Linked DNA regions of Sus scrofa: regions 1 and 2 are each linked to region 3. Evidence: chromatin contacts called from public Hi-C and HiChIP or PLAC-seq data. All regions are on one chromosome and are shown on one strand. Each heading gives the region's core, a stretch centred on a gene start, on an enhancer-like site or on the middle of the called end of the contact. The rest is flanking DNA. Distances are from core to core; before and after follow the strand shown.

Region 1 (3,292 bases), core at 285-2,784, 1.1 Mb after region 3:
AATTTAGAGGCTGAGCCGGGAATTCTAAAACATGTAAATATAAGACTGCATTCGTCTCCATTGAACATTTAGCATCTGAAGCCTGTGGTAGCCAGCTGGTCTCAAAGTCATCTGGGATACATTTATTTTGATTAAATTGATCAGATTTCTATTTACAGGACAGAATTTTTCACCATACTGAATACAGCTGTGTTTACAGGGATCTGTAGAAGAAGAAAACAAAACCCTACAATCAGTCCTAGAGAAGCACAGAGCACTCAGAACTTCAAGGAGTTAAAGCTGAGGAGGGTTGCTTGCACATTAACAAGAAAATTCTGCATGCAGCTGCTTTGGCCATTCTCTCTGGCTAGTCAGGAAATGGGTGTTGAGCTGAAGCTGAAAATACAAGCTGCAATCAAGCCCAATCCAGCCAAGTGACAGACTTCCTGTGTAAAATGGTCAGAAATCTCTTTTTTCATGTCTCTACATGCATGCACATGCATTTAAATCCATGCTGCAAGGCTGCTCTTTCCTCTGGGGACACTGGTACAGTCACCTAGCCCATCAGTTTCTTCCTTGACAGCACCGGGGACATCCAGACTACAATTTACAGTTCCTCCATCCATGTACTGGGTTGTAAATTATGCCATCCTCCTAGAATGAGAATGCAGGGCGAGCGGCAGATGATCAAACGGCGTTCTGCATCTCCTCTTTCTTCTCAGGCGCTCCCTCGCTCTGCCTTTCTCCAACTCTGCCTCTTCCTCGGGCAGGCAGACACGTCAGATACCTGGTTTATCCATCGTCAGCTCCACTCCCAGGTAAAATGCCACCACATCTCATCAAGACTGATCCCTGGGAGCAGCCCCAGCTGGGGGCGCAAGGAAGGGGCTGTGGCCTGCCCTTGCCCTTCAGAGGACCAGTGGGCACTGGATGGAAAGTATTCCTAACTTCCCCTGCCCCGGTCCTTGGCGTTCTTCCCATGCGTCCCACCCCGGGTCTTCTGCAGCATCACCCTGTCTTCCAAGTCCCCTTGTCCGGCTGTGAGGGGGCCCCGGCCACAGCTCCAGCAGCAGGTCCTTCTTCTGCACTGCGTAGACCAGCAATGCCGGGTTCAGGTGACCGTGGCGAAGCTGGGGCTGGGAGGCAGCAGGAGCAGCTCAGGTAACCAGGGGAAGCTTGGCGCGCCCACAGCGATGCAGCCCTGGAGCTGTGAGGAAAGACGGTCTGCTTCGGTATTTAAAAAAAAAAAAAAAAAAAAAAAAAGGAAAGAAAGAAAGAAACACAAAAACAGCGCAGCTCGGCGCCTGCGGGGGTGGAAAAAAAACAGACACAAACCATAAAAAAAAAAAAAAAAAAAAGCAAGAGTTAAAATCAAATTTCAAAAAAAAAAAAATTACATAGATCAGAGTACTTCATGCGACTTTTATTTTTGACGTTTCTCGGGTTATTGGCCTCCCCACCCCCTCCAAAATCGCCTCTGTCCCTGAACGCTACTGTCCATGAGTGCCGAGCCACAAAGGCTTTTGCTCCAAAGTGCTGCAGACCCAGCATCACATGAGAAGCCACATGACAACTGGAGTCGGCTGCTGATGTGGTCAACTATGTTGCCGAGGCAAGGGGGAGTAGGAGGGAGACAAATCTTAAGTGAGACATGCCCCTCTCGTGCTGCCAGGAAGAAATTTCCTTAAAAGAACAATGAGTAAAAGGCATCTCTGAAGAAATGCATCCAGACTTTCATATATGCACACGCACATAGACTAAAGAGATCATGGGTGCTTGGAGACATTTTGAGGATGCTGTACCACAGACACTAGCTGGATGGCAGCAATATTATTTCTAGTTTGTATTAGTCAAAGCTGATTCCACTTAAGCGGATTCCTGAAAAGCACACACCATGTCTTCATAGCATGATCAGGCTTGGAAAACCAATTCTATTATCTCGCCCTGCAATCTGTATCTGAACCTGCATTCTGAATAATTTATTTTTAGACTAATAAGATGCTTGCCAAGACCGCTCCCTTTCTTCGGCGAGTGGCGCAGGCAATATTCACCCAAGTGGGAAGAGCTTGCCCCTTTGTAGGGAGAAGAGACGAGACGGTTTTCATGATTTTCAAAATACGCAATTTCTTATTTAAAGGCACACAAACACAATAAAGTTCTCCCGCAAGTAAGCATTAAAACCAAGCAAAATGTTTCTGCTTCATTGAATTAACATGCCTCTTATTTGCAGTTTGGCATCTCACGCTGGCAAATGGTAGTGCTATTTTTCTAGCGCTACTCACGGCTGCAGCTAGAGCCCTTAAGCCACACGGATAGTGCTGCTTCTCAGCAGGGCAAGAACAAACAACCGCTTTCTGGAGCACCTCTCTGCAGAGGTGCTGCACTGCCAGGTATGTTCTGCTAGTTACATTAAGGCACCTAAGAGAGACATGGCCTTCAGGCCTTGTAGATACCATCACTCATCTGGGAATTAAATGAGTTGCCTATTTGGAATAGCCTGTCCAGGATGTGAGAGGTATGCTTCTTTAGAAAATGTGATCGTGCCAGCTAACCAGAACCTGAGAATCAGTAAACAAGGGGTGAGAATTGTCTCCAACTTGCCTTACTCAACCCTAGATATCAAGGTAAGTAACCATCCATTCATTCAAGACGCACGTATCAGTCTCCGGTTGCAAGCATGTGTCAGGGACTGTCCTAGACACTGGGGATCCAGGAGCAAACATGGGCAAGGTCCCTGCCATCGTGGAGCGCCCATTGTCTAGTATTACATCTATATTTTTTCCAGTCGAAGCCAACCTTCTCCCAATTTGGATATTCGAAAGATATCTAAGGAAGAAACCCAGCAGTCACTTCTGCACTCTCTCCTGGCCACCATCCTCTATGAACTCCCAAGTTTTATGGCTTCTTTCCTTACAAACAACTCTTGAATTTCAGATTTCCTCTCCACTCCTCTGGAGTCCACGCTCCTGCATTCACACACTCATACTCAACCATCCTCTCTCTGGTTTTCCTCTTTTCATTCCAGTCCATTGGGCAACCTGCCAGGAGACGAATCCGACCAAACCACCATGTTCTTGATGTCAGACAGGGGACAAGAACCCCTGTCCCTGTGGTCTGGACAATCCTCTGTCCAAGACTGAGGATGCCTCCTTATCTCTTAACATGCATCTGCTACCAGTAAAGACACCCTATTATCTATTTAAGTAGACTGGTCTATTCCCAATCCTCTGAGCACATCATCCATTGAATCAGGAGAAAAAATAACAATTTTGGCTTACTTCTGTTAATAACTAACACAGAGTGCTGTAAGGAA
Region 2 (3,340 bases), core at 335-2,834, 1.8 Mb after region 3:
CCAGGCTGGGCACGGCTGATCCCTGGAGGGAGAGGGAGTGAGCAAAGCCTTGCCTGCTCTAATTTCAACCATCTGAGCCACAGTTTCCTCATCTGCTGCAATGATGCTTATCAGCTCTCCAAGCCTCTGTCCTGGTTTACTGGAGACGATCAAACAAAGAAGCAAAAGGAGTCTGAGTACAGACTAGCCAAAACCATCAAAAAGCACTGGACCTGTCTTTCTAAACCCCACAGAGACCTTCAAAATATGTGAGTCTTCAAGAAAAAGAGTCCTCACATAGCAGGGCAGCAGAGGGGAGAAATGGAGGTCAAGGAAAAAGAACTGTGGTCAAGGACCTGAGTTCAAGCCCCATCTTTCATTGACTTTCTGGGAGATTTCAGTAAGAAATGCAACATTTCTAAGCCAAATTCCTTACCTGTAAAATGGAACAAATAAAGTACCCCTTCCATTGGGTTATTTGTAAAAATAAACTCACACAATGTAAGAAAGAAATTTTATAAGTTCTCAAAAGCTATAGTCGTATAAATCTCATCCCACATTTTTTTGGTTTTTTTTTTTTTTTTTTTGAAGGCATATCCTACATCTGGATTCAGAGCACTCTTACTGTTCACCAAGGTGCATGGTACGTCATCCTCACAAAGTGAATTTTGTTCCAATGCATACAATGTCCAAGATTTTCTGTTGAGTGGACCTGCTTCCTTGGTTATGTGCTAGAACTTAACTCCAAAGAGAAAGATAAGAAATTGTCTCCTTGTACTGAAAAGGAGTTGTTTGAGTTGTTGTTGTTTTTAGTGCTGATTGGAAAGGTGGCCAAATTAAATACAGATTCGAGCTGTTCTGCCGACAAAGATCTGGAGAGAATTGAGTTTGCCGTGACCCTGATGTGAGCAAAGTTGAGCGGGGCAGCCTCCTCCTGTTCTGCTGCCTGGGATGGGGTGGGAGGGGACCGGTTCCCACAGGCGCCTTCTACTGGTCCCGCCTTGCTGCCCAGGCAAGGGAGCAGAGCCAGGGTCAGCTGCTGTCCTCCCAACACAAATTTCACTCTTGTAGGGTTGCCAGATACAATACAGAACACCCAGCTAAATCTGAATTTCAGATAAACAACGCATGATTTTTTAGAATAAATATGTCCCAAATATTGCTCAATCTGGTAATCCCAAACTGCTGCCTGAGGCAGACGAATCATGAAATCATATAAGTTTTTTTTGAAGAAGGAGAAGAAGAGAAACCCTAGCAATCTTTCAATTCAGCCTCCTCATTTTATGTATGGGAAAAAGGAAAGCTACTTGCCCTCGTAAATGGCACCAGAGCCAGTCCTAGAATTCCCTCTAAAGAGCTGACTTTCTACCCATAGCAATTTTGTGACTGATTTTTCTTTTTTTAAGGCTATTGAATACACAGTACCTTCCATTTTTCTGAATATTTGTTCACATAAACCCAGGAAATTATTGAGCTGTGATTTGTGGCTGCTGTTTTTATACCAAGGCCTTTGTGTGTTTTGCGGCCAACAGACACAGCCAGCACTAAAAGGTTAATTAATAACTACCCCTGACTGCCTCTGCTGACCACAGAATGCCAGACCAGGAGGGGATTTTGTCTGAGGTCACTTATTTCACAGGATTTCCACCACAACTTCACTTGAGATAATGCGGTCATCAAGCCAGGAACGAGCAGAATGAAGAGAGGTGAGAAAGGAGGCAGAGTGGGAAAAGGCTTTTACCCTAGAACTCAAAATCAAACTGTACATGTTTCAGTCACAGGCTCATCCTTTGACCTCTGACCTCTGTCCTCAGACCCTGACTCTCTGCAGACCCAGGGCTCCTTCCCCCTTCCATAGCTGGGGCACCCATGGCTACATCCATCCATTTCTTCTCTTAAAGACAGGGACTGAAAAGTATTTGGAAGCAGATTTTTACCTCAGGTCAAAGCTTACAACAAAACCTCGTGCATGTGTAACTTAGCTGGACTTGAAAGAAGGCTGGGATGCCTACCACGTTTTAGGTAGAGACGGGGAAAGATGATACTCAAAAGCTTCAGTTTCATGAATATCAACCAGCACGTTTTTTCCCCTTCCTTGTCTTTTCAAATATTTTCACCTCGTGCTATGAGTCACTTGGTACAAACAGAACACTATAAAAAGACAAGCTTTGTCTCATCACTTTTTCTCCCCCCCCACACACGTCAGATCTGGCCAACACGCTCTGCCTCTGTGACTGGCCAAGTCCCAAGGACTGCAAAGTGTTTTTGGAACTGGTGTTTATTGTACCCTCTTCTGTCACTTGCCCTTAACAGCACACACGGCCCACCAAGGGACTTTCCCCTCCGTGCTCGGCAGTTCGCGCTCAATCCCCTTGGCAAGGATCGCCGTGACTGCACAATCTCACACCTGCCAGCACTGGAAAGTTCTGGAAATAAGGACTCTGTGCCAGACATTCCTCTGGAGCACTTCACCCCATCCAGTTCCTCATTCTCCAGGCCATTAGCCGAGTCACCAACTTCTTGAACTTGGTTCAACTTTCTGCAGCAAAAGTATGCAAAGAGCCTGTCTGAGAACCCAAGCGGCTGCCCAGGCCCTGGGCTCTAATGCTGGCTCCCTTGCTGCCCTTGATGGCCTCCCCCAGGGAGCATGCTGCACACTTTCCAGGCCTCACACCTGCTCTTCCCTGGTTCTTCAGGACGGCTCTGCGACACTGAGTGAGCAGGCTCAGATCAAGTAACATGTTGTGAGGATTTACCTTGTGACATGTTTGTGCTGCTTCCTGTTTCACTATTTCATCTCTTTTATCTCTAGGAATCCTGGAGTCGATCCTACCGGGGTGAGGGTGGGGTTGGGGGGCGCCGGCAAAGAAATGTTTCTCTGTGCATCAAAAAAATAACTGGAAGATAGATTCCAAATGGTTAATAGTGATTTGCTTTTGTGATTTTTTTTTTGCATTTTTTTTTTTTTTTTTTTTTGCTTTTTAGGGCCTCACCCCCACCCGACATGTGGAAGTTTCCAGGCTAGGGGTCAAAGCGAAGCTGCAGCTGCCAGCCTACACCACAGGCACAGCAAGGCCAGATCCTGAACACACTGAGCAAGGCCAAGGATCAAACCCACATCCTCATGGATACTAGTCGGATTCATTTCTACTGAGCCACAATGGGAACTCCCTGTTTTTGTGATTTTTAAAATATAGATTATTTTTTGCTTCTTTTTTGTTGAGACTTACTTTTATCCAAGTCTTCTCTACCTTTTGTAACAAGAAAAAGGATGTAAGAAAAGCAATCCCTGAATAATCTTCTAGTATCTAGTGCTTGTTTTTAATAAAGTGTGTGTATATACTATATACGTAAGCATATT
Region 3 (3,693 bases), core at 586-3,085:
TGAATCTGTATCAGAACTAGACACAATTTTGAAAAGGGGTGAGAATTATAAAAGGTTAAGAGGACAGTGTTTGTTCTCTCTCTTTTTTTTTTTAAATGTATATTCTTGTGCATGTGAAGCAAAATTGAATAAAAATATTTAGCCAGGGTTTTATGTATCATGTCTATGTTTTGTGGTTAGGTTTAACTTTTAGGATCCTGTGCAGTGAGTCTTCACCAGTGTCATATATCTGTCAGCAACAAATGCATTGTGAATTGCTTATGGGCATGAGTGACAAACATTATTTTCATTTCATATAATCAGAGGGCTTGAAAGGAAACTAAAGTGCCATCAAAACTGTCTGCCTAGCTGTGTGCAAATGTGCCATCCTTACAGAAAGCTGTGGACATGTGAGTATCTGGACTGTTTTCAAAGGATGTGGACATTTTTCCCTTTAATAAACACCCCCGCTGCTTAACAACAGTTAGGACGTGCCTTCTCATAAAGAACTTGGTTTTAAAATTGGCCAGAGTTTTTCCATTTTGCTAGAAGAAATAGACTACTTTGTATTGTTCAAGCACATACTAATGCTTTTGTAGCAAAGGAATTCATTACATGGTGAATGCACTGGTGTGGGGGATATTTCTTCTGAGCAGTGGTCTCCTCCCTCCCTCTAACCTCTGCAGTTTTAAACGGGATTATCACACAGATACTCTTTTTCTTCCCTTCTGGGTTACAGTGCATCACACTAGATGGCAGTCACACCCCAGTTTGGGAGTCCATTTTCCATCTCCCCTGCCCCCACACACAACCTTTTCTTGTCCAAAATAATATGAAATAAAACATGCAAATAAAATACATTCATTTTGTACAAGGTTCATTCAGAAAAGCTGATATACAATTAGAGCTGGTAAGGAAAAAAAATATGTTAAACGATATTGAAAACTCAGACATTGGGGGAGGGTTTGAGGGGTGGGGGCGGGGATCCTCTGGTTTGCTTCTTTGTTACTGTTTTTCAGATCTAGCTTAATTACAAAAAGGAAATGTGTTGGGCCAAATATCTAAGTTTCTGTGAGAAAGTAAAAGTGTATTTCTGAGAAAAAAGAATTCAGCCAGGCCAGTTGCTTATGTTTTCTCAAATCCTATGCTTCTTCCAGCAGATTGGCTGTGCTTTTATGCAACATTAACCTGGATTTTCTAGACAGAAACCATCAAATGCAAGCTCAGAGCCCTATGTGTATTGCCCATTAACAGTGAGTAGAATGATTGGAAGGAAAACAAAACCAAAGCAAAAGCTCATGAACAATGAGGACCCCCTTTCATTGTGTTTGTGTAAATCTGGGGATCTGCTGAGGATTTGGAGACAGACAAATTCAGTTTCTGGTCAGCTAATCCAGAGCCCCAGAATATTTTACTAAGGGGGAACCAACTGTCTGAGAATAATTACATGAGAAGTGGCTCTGCTCTGATTCCACTAATTCATTTTGCACATAAAATAGTAAAAAGTTAAAATGTTTTTATCAAAACACAATTGTCAAACATTTAACTTGATGTTACGGAAGTGTTATTCTTTCCCTCTCACAGTTCACAGCCCTAGGCTTTATATTGGAATTCATAGGTAACATGCTCTCATTTTAAAGCAAGCAAGTAATAACCTTTTAAAGGTTATTGCACAGAAAAGTGAAGCACCATCATGAGGAACAGTGTGATTTCATGAGCATATATGAAGAATGTTACTCAGCCTGCATGTGAAAATGCTTAATGCATTATTTATAGATGTTGTTTTACCACGGAGATCAAGGTCATGCATGGGACTCCCGGGCAATGGGTCAAGTCTTGAGAGGCCATGCCGATAATCCTGGCTGACAGTTTCTTGGATAGAGTCAGTGAACTTTAAGTACATGCATTTTCCAACTTGGAAGGAACAGTGAAAACTTTTTTTTTTTTTTTAAATTAGCTAGCTACTCATTTATCCAACTTGATCACAACTCATTAATTTTGGTCAGAAACAGTACGTGGGGCTGGGGGTGTTGCTATGTTCACATTCTCTCTCTCTAAATTCTATGAATCATTCTGCTAAGAGAAATAAGCAATTAACTTTGCCCGCTACCCTTTGCCAATGATGTTTCCATATATTCTAGATTCTGACATAAAGCAGACTCAATAATAGTGAGACGTATATGAAAATGCCAGAATACTAGGACATTTACTTTAAAATTTCCAATGGAAAATGATTTCTAAAGGCCTTTCAAAACATATATATATATATATATATATAGCATGTGTGTATATATATGTGTGTGTATATATCTATATTGATATGTGTGTGTATATTATATATATGTATGTGTGTGTATATATATGTGTGTGTGTGTATATATAATGTTAGAGAATTCCATTCCTTTAAGTTGTTACCTATACTGGGCCCTTTTGTTGTATGTGTTTCCCTTGGGTCCTCCTGTATAATACAGAAGATGCAGACCTGCTTGTTCACGTAATCTTGGAACATTATATTGAGGTCCTGACTTCTTCTAGCACTACATAGGCAGTGGCACATGGTGGGGAGATTAGGGGGAGTGGGCTATCCCTGTGCAGGCGATATGGGGGTAACATCGTCTGTAGAGAATTAAAAAAACATAGGAAAGCTTACGAAAAATAGGTCTGTTTATCATCATCCTATACTGGCAATTTTAAACAATGTCAGTAATAAAGCAATCTTCCATGTCAAGCAGATCCCTCCTTCTCCCTGTCACCCCTTGAAGGCTGCTGGAAAAAGGCAAGGTTCTTGGTGCCATCACATGTACTCAAAGGGGCTATATTTTCTGCTTAGACATAGATATAAAACAAAACAAAAGCACAACAGTTCTCTCATTCTACCCTTTAATAATCTTTCTTCATTCTAGTCTTTTCTGTTTCCTTCAATTTTGTTTTTCTTTCTTTCTTTTTTTTTTTTTTTTCAAGGGCTGCACACAGAGCGAATGGAAGTTCCCAGACTAAGGGTTGAATCAGAGCTGCAGCTGCTGGCCTACGCCACAGCCACAGCAATGTGGGATCTGAGCCATGTCTGTGACCTACACCACAGCTCACAGCAATGCTGGAGCCTTTATCCTACTGAGCGGGGCCAAGGATGGAGCCTGTATCCTCACAGATACTAGTTGGGCTTGTTACCTCTGAGACACAAGGGGAACTCCTATTTCCTTCAATTTTGATTTGAAGTGTTCATGTATTATTCTTGTGAAAACAAAGAATTTCGTGGCAATTATGACTTTTCATGAATACTAAACATTTCTAGATTTAGAAAAGTCCAAACTGAGACAATGCAATTATGATTTATTTTGGTCAAATCTTACATTCTCCCTTCTTGTCATTCCTCAGCTGGCATTCTCAGATAGAAACATCATGGTCACTGGTACACATCACAGAATAAGACTGACATTTAACTATAGGAGGAAAGCACATGCATAAATGTTAGGGTTGATGGAGGGGTGGGAATGATATTTTTCCCTAACGTGGTGATTTTTGAGGAAGAAATCTGATTATAGTGAGGCAACTATGTGTTAGGTAGCACTTGAAAGCATAGTCCTTTGGTACATGAAAGATATCACTAATCCCTTTGGCCTTTTTTATCTGTGTTTTTTTTCTTCACTACAAGTCCAATTCATATGTTAGAACTACCAATAGAAGGGTTGTAGAAAACATGGCTGGGGAAAATTC

What was found. A called contact is a pair of places that touch in the nucleus more often than the background predicts. HiChIP or PLAC-seq counts read pairs in DNA pulled down with a chosen protein or histone mark.
Region 1: a contact with region 3 is called in an H3K27ac HiChIP or PLAC-seq map of skeletal muscle, with 9 times the contacts expected there. The contact joins two enhancer-like sites. A contact is called at or near these places in 4 of 47 Hi-C or Micro-C datasets (brain, fetal heart ventricle, fetal skeletal muscle and 1 more) and 1 of 2 datasets of contacts at active chromatin or transcription factors (skeletal muscle).
Region 2: a contact with region 3 is called in a Hi-C map of fetal heart ventricle, with 4 times the contacts expected there. The contact joins two enhancer-like sites. A contact is called at or near these places in 1 of 47 Hi-C or Micro-C datasets (fetal heart ventricle) and 1 of 2 datasets of contacts at active chromatin or transcription factors (skeletal muscle).

The regions. Positions count from the first base shown.
Region 1 is chr7:17,347,488-17,350,779 of Sscrofa11.1, reverse strand. LOC100512907 (a long non-coding RNA gene) reads right to left here. Exons shown (of 7, transcript XR_002346090.1): 7 at 1-1,283. Among named protein-coding and RNA genes, the nearest start is that of PRL, 110 kb to the left of the region's middle. Within about 2 kb of position 1,534, at least 23 of the 83 cell types and tissues checked have an H3K27ac peak or open chromatin away from gene starts, as enhancers often do.
Region 2 is chr7:16,663,990-16,667,329 of Sscrofa11.1, reverse strand. All of the region lies in intron 1 of LOC102160563 (a long non-coding RNA gene), which reads right to left. Among named protein-coding and RNA genes, the nearest start is that of SOX4, 220 kb to the left of the region's middle. Within about 2 kb of position 1,584, at least 32 of the 83 cell types and tissues checked have an H3K27ac peak or open chromatin away from gene starts, as enhancers often do.
Region 3 is chr7:18,423,268-18,426,960 of Sscrofa11.1, reverse strand. All of the region lies in intron 4 of LOC106504343 (a long non-coding RNA gene), which reads left to right. Among named protein-coding and RNA genes, the nearest start is that of NRSN1, 580 kb to the left of the region's middle. Within about 2 kb of position 1,835, at least 10 of the 83 cell types and tissues checked have an H3K27ac peak or open chromatin away from gene starts, as enhancers often do.